Regions from separate parts of the Drosophila melanogaster genome. Here region 1 is linked to region 2. A link is a contact called in public Hi-C data. All regions are on one chromosome and are shown on one strand. The core of a region is the stretch at or near the end of the contact, and the rest is flanking DNA. Distances in the headings are between cores, read along the strand shown.

Region 1 (4,522 bases), core at 353-2,852, 36 kb after region 2:
TACATACATATGTATGTATGTATGGCTTTGAACGAGTGTGCTTTTGTGGTATGAGAATTATACCGTTGCTTTCTTGCGATCGGATGACGGCGATGAAATGGCACAATGGAAAAGTCAACCCAATGGGCGATTGTCTTCCGCAGAAGGCGAGAGTGAGCCACTTGGCCAGGTGAAGGTATCTACGATTTTTTTGGCTATAAGAACAGTAGAGTTCCACACAGAGGCACTTTTCACACGCGGATTAGGGACTTGGCCAACTTCCTTTCTCTTCCTTTTCTGCTAGCGGATTCGCCTGCGTGGCCCACTGCTTTGACAACTTCATTTCATATTTGATTTCTTTTCATTAACTTTTTCTCTTTGCCCGTGTGTTGGTAGTTGTTTCTGTTGCTGCACTAAACTTTTGGCCCAAACACACAAACACGCTCGCATTTGCCCACACACAGACACACACGCATGCGCGCACGTACCGTTTTTTAAGACGTTTCTCTCTCTTTTTCGCTGCCGTCCGCGCAGCTCTTTTCGGGTTCGTTGTCTTCGCTAAACTGAATTGAAGTCTTTCGTTTTTGCCACTGGAAGCGACCGCTGCCGACTTCGCAGTCGCTGCGCTGCCGCTGGAAGTGAATTTTTATGAGCGCTTTAGCTTGTTATTCTGTTTTTGTCACCAAAGCCGCCTGTTTTTTCCCGTTTCGGTAGCGGGTTCTCGAAATAATTGCGCATTTGCTAGTGAATATCCTTTCTCTTAAACAGAAGAGAAAGTTTTCCTAGAAATTAAATGCTTTATTGCAAAATCTCAAACGGAAAATGGATATTTATAAATTTGATTTAACATTTCTATGATACATACAATTTTAAATATTTCGATTCAATAATGTTATTTCCTCGAGTTATCAACAACTTTTTCTGCAGTTTATACACTCCTTCCCACACTGCATGTCTGTTGGATTTTAGTTTGCATGCCTTTATTTCGTTTATTTTTGCGACAACTTTGCTCGAGGTCGTCTTGTTTTACCTCTTAGCCGCTTTCTGCAGGCGTATTTTATTAAAGCTACTCCTATATATATTCCGATCAAAGAGCGAAGAATCTCAGAGCGCTCTGCAACTGGAAGCACTGGACGATTACATTCAGTTGCATTTACCGTTGTTGTTGGCTGGAAAGCCGTTTAGAGCATGCGCAACATCGGAGGACCTTAAAACGGTAATAATTCGCTGAAACGACTTGCTTTTGGCTTGAAAAACATATTCTTCTGATGTCTTGTATTTGATTTTCAACCTTGTTGTACTGAAGAGGTATTTAAACTATTTATTTTTTAAACACCATAAAATCATTTGATTACTATATATCGACACTTATCGAGAAAATATAATTTAAAATAAACTAGATAATATACTATAGCATTACAATGGTGTCTTTAAATATAGACCGCCAAGTAATTATTTAAGATCGTAATATTCAAATGAAAAATTTTGAACGTCATTGAGGCAGAAATATATCGATAACAATATCGATATGCATATTTTATCCAAATGAGGGCAAATACCAAAAACCTATTATATCCGGTATATTGCAGACATCTATGTTGTATTTTAGTGTCATTTGCCGGTTGTTCGAGGTATTTTGTTGCTGTGGCTGCGGTCACACTGGTCGTGTTCATAAAATAAAAAGGAGAGGGCAATTTAAGTAACAATAATAGAAATAAACAGCCGACCGACCGATAACTGAGTCCCAAAATAAGGCGCACCTAGTATAGACAAGCAGGCAAACAAGGCGGCTGTGCGGGCGGAGGTGAGTATCGGATAATGTCAGGCACCGAGAAACCCAAATTCCGACCTTCCGGAACTGGCGTACGAACGTGACCCTTCGATGAGTGCATGTACACTATGTGTCATGTATATATGTCGGTTTGCCCGTAGATCCTTCTTACCGGAGCTGACCTGAACGGAGCGGAGTGGATTGGAGTGCGGAGCAGTGCAGTGCAGCTGAGCGTGACAATGGGCGCCTGTGTATGTCGCATGAACCCCGACAACGAGACGATGAGCGTCTCCTCTGCGAGCATCTCGCGTCCGGCCAGTGCAGGTGAGTGGCCTTCGATATATGCATTGACACTTTCTGTATAGCAATAGGCAATATCTTATACTCATCCCCCCTCATCCCATGCAGGCATTGCCATGGGTGCGGCGCGCAAGAACCGACCGCTTTGCCACGAGACTATCAGGTGGCGGTCCGACGTGCCACTGACCGAGGGTCAGCTGCGGTCCAAGCGGGACGAGTTCTGGGATACTGCGCCGGCCTTCGACGGTCGCAAGGAGATCTGGGATGCGCTACGGGCGGCAACCACCGCGGCCGAGGGTCTTGACTTTCAGATGGCCCAGGCCATCCTGGATGGGGCTAACGTGTCGGTTCCCAATGGGTGAGTTGCTCCTAACAAATGTGACCCATGGACAAATATATGTTACTTAAAATCAAGTAGTAATTAGTCTATAGACTGTGGTAATTGACATACGCGTACCAAGAATTTGTACAACGAGTTCGATAGTTTCTAATGCGAGTTGCCCCATTGGGCAGAAAATCAATAATGTATACAGTGATTTCGCATGGCCATAACTCCATTAATGCATGACAGCGATTTGCAAGTGTCCTTTGCCGGACACCACAGGGGTATCATAAATAAGTGATGCGTCGTGGGAATCAGAAACGGAACAAAATTACGAAGTACGCACTATTCAAATGATAATTATATTGATTCAAAATGAATGTTAAATGATTATATTAAAAAGGATTCCCTGCGGACTATTTATTTATCATGCTTCCGTTATTTAAATCGGATTAATTATTAAGTACTTCCTGCATAGAGTATTTGACCCGTCGACCCTGCGACTGAACTTCCCCGCGCTAACGTTTTTATTATACATCGATTTTTGACTGACACTGGCACTCGCCTCGGACTGGAGACCACATTTATTTAAATGCAGCGCTGACCTTTTCCAACACTTTCGGCATTGCATGCGTGCATCAGTGTCCTTGAAGAGGGTTCCCTACGTAATTCCGCCATTATCTAATCCCTTATCAGACTTGGCCCACTTGGCATTAAATCATTAGCATTAGGTTCCATTGAGCGAATAGTTTTCGGGCTGGGTGGGGATTTACGATAAGATAATGATAGTAGGCCCACCTGGTTACTGATCACTGTTGTGCTTTTCCACAGCTACCTTACAGAATGCTACGATGAGCTGGGCACCCAGTACAAAGTGCCCATCTACTGTCTGTCATATCCCATAAATATCGTAAAGGAGGAGAACGGGCGCGACTCGCCTGCCGAATACTCTGAGCCCGTGGATGGCGGCACCGATATCTTCTTGAAGCTGCGCATATCATCGACCATGACTGATGTTAAACTACCCGTTTACTCCAAGGACACCGTGGGGCAGTGCAAGAAAAAGCTTCAGGTGAGTCCAGCCATTTATCGATTACCACTAATAAAGAAATGTTCTGTACTTGTTGAGCACAACGATGTATTGAGCTTGTAACGAAAAAACCGATGGAGTTACAGAACTAACGATTTTTTGTTAAATTAACTAATCGAGTGGATCTAATCTATAGGCTCCGGATTAGCATGATTAAAATATCAAAACATTTTAGTTTTACTGTGCAATAACTAGCAGCATTATTAATATACTTCAACTTTTCAGGCCGCGGAGGGTGTCGACGCCTGCTGCCAGCGATGGTTCTACAGCGGAAAACTCCTGGGCGACAAGGTGCCAATCGACGAGTGCAGCATACACCAGGGATATGTGGTGCAGGTGATTGTCAACACGGAGCACTACAACCACGACAACAGCACGAGTACAGCGCACGCCAGCTAGCGGCGCAGTCTACTCCCACTAGTCAACAGCATCAGCAAGGAGCCACAGCAGCAGCCGCAGGATCAGCATCAGCAGCAGCAACACGTTTTGGCCAAAGCGGGCAACTTCATCCGGCGGAGGAGGATTGTCACATACTCAGTTCATGGCACAAGGAACCATAAGGGGAATGTACAGAAAATAGCAGAGCATCAACGAGTACAACAGCAACAGCATACTCATAGCATTTATCAAAACAAGCAACAATTGCAAATTGTTGCCCTGTCTGCCTTGTTGCTGTTGCTTTTGTTGTGGCTGCTCGCCTTGTTATGCTTTGTTTAATATGTCTATATATAAAATTTGAAACAAAAGATCGAAACCGAGTCGCTGAGAAAGGGAATTCGAAATGGTGAATAAGAATAAGAGTGTGAGAATGATATACATAAATCATACACTTACATATATTTTTTTGATGATAATTACATGATAAAACAACTGATTTAGGCAGTGCAGAAGATATATACATGTCAACTGTATATAAAAGCAGATATATAGCAAATAGTAACCGAGATCTTGGCCACTTGTCTTGAAAACTGTAAGTGTGTACATTTTCATAAAAACCAACATAGAAGGCCTCTATTAACTAATTGTAAGCAAGTGTTAGATCATTTGCCCGATGTATATG
Region 2 (4,543 bases), core at 594-3,093:
AAGCGGCAGGTGCGCGAGCAGAGACGCCACATCTACGACAGGCATACCATGCTAAACTAACAAGGGGTTCGGTTTGCAGCTGGCGGAGATTAGGAGGCGCATGGGCGACTTAAGACACGTATTCCAAGCAGTTATCCTTTGCGAAATTCCCCTTTGGATCAAATTGATTATCTGTATATTTAGCCAGATTTTATGTTAATTAAAATAAACCAAAATATGTTTGTCAGGAGTGTTTGCATATTAATTAATAAGTTGAATGCCGGGAGGAATAACCAACAAATCCACTAAAATAAAACTTTTAATGATAATTGATGGTTATAATTTGGGAAAATAAGGAACGTAAGACCGTAATGGTGAGTCCAAGTTAGATTTGGAAACTCCCTTGGGCTTCTTAGTTTGACGCCTACTTTTTGATTCCATCAGTAGAGATTAACGAAAGAATAACTCGAAGATAGTTTCTATCACACAATAACCATAACTTTAAACGTATTATTTTCAGCCACATTTATTTTTAATAAATCATGTAACCACATATCCTTAGACAAGTGTTTTTTTTTAATGCAAAACCGCCGAGCTAGACCTAAACTAAGTTCATTCAGAATCGGAGGCTCTAGTATCCCTTTATGGTTTCGGCGAATGTCCAGTTTTCGTTAACTTGGAAGGGCCCCTCCACGCCGCATCCGTTGACGCTGCACACGCCCACAGTGTATTGGGAAATATTACGAGTATCGCGGTAGTAAAGCACCTCCATGCATGTGCGGATCTAGAATATAAGAAAATGGTAGGGTAGTTAAATAATGAAGAGTCCCCCCATCAGAGTTCGAAATTCCTTACCAGTTCGGAAGCTTCTACGGCGGTAAAGTCCCTGTCCTTGGGCTTCTTCTCACGGACCAGCGGAACGGCCAAATGGCGGGCAAAACCAGTGGCCACCACGTAGTCCTCGTAGGATCGTCCACGGAGATCCACGTTGGCCAGGTACGGAGTCCCCTCGTTGTCCACGCCGCCGACAACCACGTCAATGTAGAGGGGGTTCATCCGCGAACGACGGTTGTAGAGCACACGGGTCATCCAACTGGCCAAGGACTTGGGCTTCATCTCGATGTTGTCGTCGCAGCACTGGTCCTCGATCATCTTCTGGTCGATGTTGCGCTTGATGGACTGGATGTCAGCGAAGTCGCCGCTCCCGCCGAGCAGGATGTTCTTGTTGACCTTAAAGACGCGCTCAATGTTTTGGTAGCGGGCCATGGATCCGTAAGACACCAGGGTGTCGGCGGCCAGCATCACTCCTGAATCATAGCGAATGCCAAGCACGGAAGTGCCCGTGGTGCTGGAAGCACTGCGGAATAGTAAAAGGAGTGTAAACAAGTGGTACATCTGCATATAAACATATCCGCAGTTCCTACGTGCTGTGCTTGGTTCCATAGGGTCCCATTGTGGTCAGCTCCCGCGGTAGCTGCTGGACCGGCGTCTGTCCGCCCGTGAAGTTGTAGAACTCGCCGGGAGCGGGTCCGTTCTGCCACATGGGCTGCGCTAGGCTGTTGTAGTTGTTCAACATGCTAATTTATTCGGAGACTGGAATAACGCGAGACTTTGAAATGTTTGTCGCTGCCGGAGAATGACGGGCACAAATAAAATCAAGAGTCAGCGCAGTGTGAACAGACTTTAGGCGGGCGGCAATACCAGTATCGGCAACCGGTAGCTAAAAATACCAGACATACCAAAGATGAATCCACTATTAGCTTGGTCACACCGTTTTACATGTGTTAAATTAAATTAATTTGAAGTTTAATTGTGAACTTTTTAACATTTTATTAGATGTTGATGTTAAAAGTAATGTAAAACAGTTAACACCACGCTGCCTATACTGAATTTGTTTTTTTACTTTTGTCTTTATAATCCTCGTTGATAATACAAATCAAGGAGAAGAAAGATAAGAAATTAAAGAACTTTTCACTCAATTAGGATTAAGACTCATGTATACCCGTTGCTTCTACGGTATTTACTACTCCTTGAAACTAAATATATGTTTAGTTAATATATAATGACCATTTGCTTTACTTCATTTTAAGCCGTTCAATGGTCATTAAAGTATAAGAATCGAGAGCAATAAATGTAAATGACGTTTGGAAATTATCCTGGTCAATCTACAAATCCAATATCTCCCTTCTCTCCCTTCGAACACGATTCTCCATAGCTTTTTAAGCGGAATAAGGTTCTTTTGCTAAAACTTCTGCTTTTATTCATATTGGTGGGAAAAACGCACATGTTCCGGATTGTTGTTTTTGGGAACCCAACGAAGTTTTTTATCATAACATTTGATCATATAAATTAATAATAAAGAATTATAAATTTGAAGACATATAAATACATTTTTATTGCCAGTATACCAGTACACAATTTGTAAATATATAGGTATGTGCATAATGCTTCCGAGGGGAATGTTTAGGTTGCTGCCGCATCTTTCAGATGCCATAATACAGTCGATAATATCAGTTGCTTTATTGAGCTATGCTAAAAACAATGACGGGGAGACCCGCTCTTTAACACGATACATATACGAATAAGGATACCCTACGCAAAACTAAGAGCTACATGTCACGGCCAACGATTGATGCTAATTCTATGGGGTTAAAGCTTCTAGTCCTTGCAGCAGCAGTAAACATTGTCGCTAGAGCTAGCTGGGGTTGTGGGCGTGGTGCCGCCCTTGAGGGGCTTGCTGTAGGAATGGGGACCCCGCATGAAGACCTCGATGAGCTGACAATGCGATCTGCCAGATACGGAACGGTTAATAAGCGATTTATTGAAGTTAAAGGTACAACCAACTCACCGCATGGTTATGTCCAGGTCGGTCACCACCTCTCCATCACAGTTCCAGCTGGAAAACTCCGTCGAGGAGGAGTGGGCGGTCATTTCTTCAGGCGGTGTAATCGGCTGACAAGACCCTGCCAAGCTGTAGTCCTCCTCGCTGGCAGAAAAAGTTCTGAACCGGAATTCCCTTGTGCGATATACCTCTACAAAAGGCAAATTGCGCTGCAATGGGAAAATGTTTTTAAATATTTATTGTTTTCTACAAAATTTAATTGTATCCTTTTATTTTTCATTTATATTTTTACAGTAAAAGATACCATCGCATTCACTAGATAAAACATTATATTGTTGAAACTGGTCAAGTATATACTTTATATGGATGCCACCAGAGCGGCTAGTAGATCTTCGTAAAATAACCTTTCTGTCACAGATTTCCCTCGCTTCAATCCGAGCTAGATGGGGTTCGGTTTTGGGTTTTTGGCTTTTAGGATAGAAAGCACTAAGCTCAGCTTGTAGGCTTAGGGGATTTGGCAATTAAAGATGCAGTTAAAATGTTATGGAAATGTTATTTCAAAGGAAATGGACGCCTCTTATAGGAAAGGTGTTCTTTTGGATGTGAAAGTTGAATAGTTGTAATAGTTAGTACTCACAATATCACCACTTCTGCCCGCCGTGTTGAGCAGAAAACGCACGTTGTTGAGCAGTGAGGTCTTTTTCACGAGAATCAGGTCCAGGCAACCATCACCCAGATGACTGTAACGGGAGATGCCATTGGGACTCCTGGCGCAGGCGCAGGTTATGTTCGCGCCGCAGATCATAAAGAAATTGCCCCGCACAACCTTCCACTGATCGTTGCCGAGGTTCCTCATTGATGAAATGGAGCCAGTGGGCAATCGAAGATTGCCTGGACGCGGACGAGGCCTCAGGAGTGCTGCTTCACTGGCGGCTAGATGAGAGTCCTCTGTTTCTACCTGCTGATTGCGCTCTGCCTCTTTAGATTCCTCTTGGATGAACAATGAGGATCGCTGTTCCTGTATGCTGCTGGCGAAGCTGCAGCGCTGGCAATTGGCATAGCAGACGGATGGCACTGACTCTCCCAGCGAGCACACACTATCCGGACTCTGCGGAATGTCCTCCAGCGGCGTGGTCAGTAGAAGATCGGGCTCTTCTAACATTCTCAGTTCGGCGTCATAGCCGCGATTATTCAGGAAGGCCTTGACGCCACTGTACTCGTACCGGCGCGGTCCCATCCAGCGGTAGTTCTCGCTCTGGGCTGCCACATCGCCCAGGTACCCGTAGCTCAGGACACTGGCACAGAATCTGAGCAGGGACTGCCCATTGCTCACACTGCACACATCCAATCCCCGATGCTGGCCCAGAATCACATGGATAGCCGCTGTCCTCACATCCGCCGTGCCGTGCATACTATACGCAATGGTGTCGGTGCTGCCAGCGGGAATCACACCCACTGGCAGAGCCGGTCTTGGAATGTATGGTGGCCGCTGTTCGTCCAGTCCCAACTCTCGCATTTGACGGAATATCAGTCCGTTGATGACCTCTGCTACGGTGCCATCGCCTCCGACACAGCAAACCGCATCGTATACTCCCAGATCATGGCTCAGAAGTATGTCCTTCACTTGGTTTGCCCTCTGAGTGGTGATACACGTGGCGTCTACGCCGGCAAGCTGGAAAATAGGTCTCACATGGCGCTCATAGGTCTGAGCTCCCGCCTTGC

What was found. Hi-C and Micro-C count contacts between places; a contact is called where the count stands out from the background.
Region 1: a Hi-C map of the Kc167 cell line shows a contact between it and region 2, with 2.8 times the contacts expected there. A contact is called at or near these places in 20 of 107 Hi-C or Micro-C datasets (the D17-c3 cell line, the Kc167 cell line, the ML-DmBG3-c2 cell line and 6 more).

What each region holds. Positions count from the first base shown.
Region 1 is chr3R:5,392,320-5,396,841 of dm6, forward strand. It overlaps CG1172, which reads left to right and starts at 1,603. Exons shown (of 5, transcript NM_001275351.2): 1 at 1,603-1,783; 2 at 1,912-2,074; 3 at 2,159-2,408; 4 at 3,204-3,444; 5 at 3,688-4,522. The coding sequence starts at 1,990. The coding sequence ends at 3,861. kkv (krotzkopf verkehrt) reads right to left here and starts at 547. Exons shown (of 11, transcript NM_206430.3): 1 at 468-547.
Region 2 is chr3R:5,356,521-5,361,063 of dm6, forward strand. Prosbeta7 (Proteasome beta7 subunit) reads right to left here and starts at 1,844. Exons shown (of 3, transcript NM_141272.1): 1 at 1,404-1,844; 2 at 835-1,336; 3 at 492-763. The coding sequence starts at 1,555. The coding sequence ends at 611. Cerk (Ceramide kinase) reads right to left here. Exons shown (of 4, transcript NM_169050.2): 2 at 3,459-4,543; 3 at 2,828-3,030; 4 at 2,353-2,767. The coding sequence ends at 2,638. CG1161 reads left to right here. Exons shown (of 5, transcript NM_141271.3): 5 at 1-228. The coding sequence ends at 60.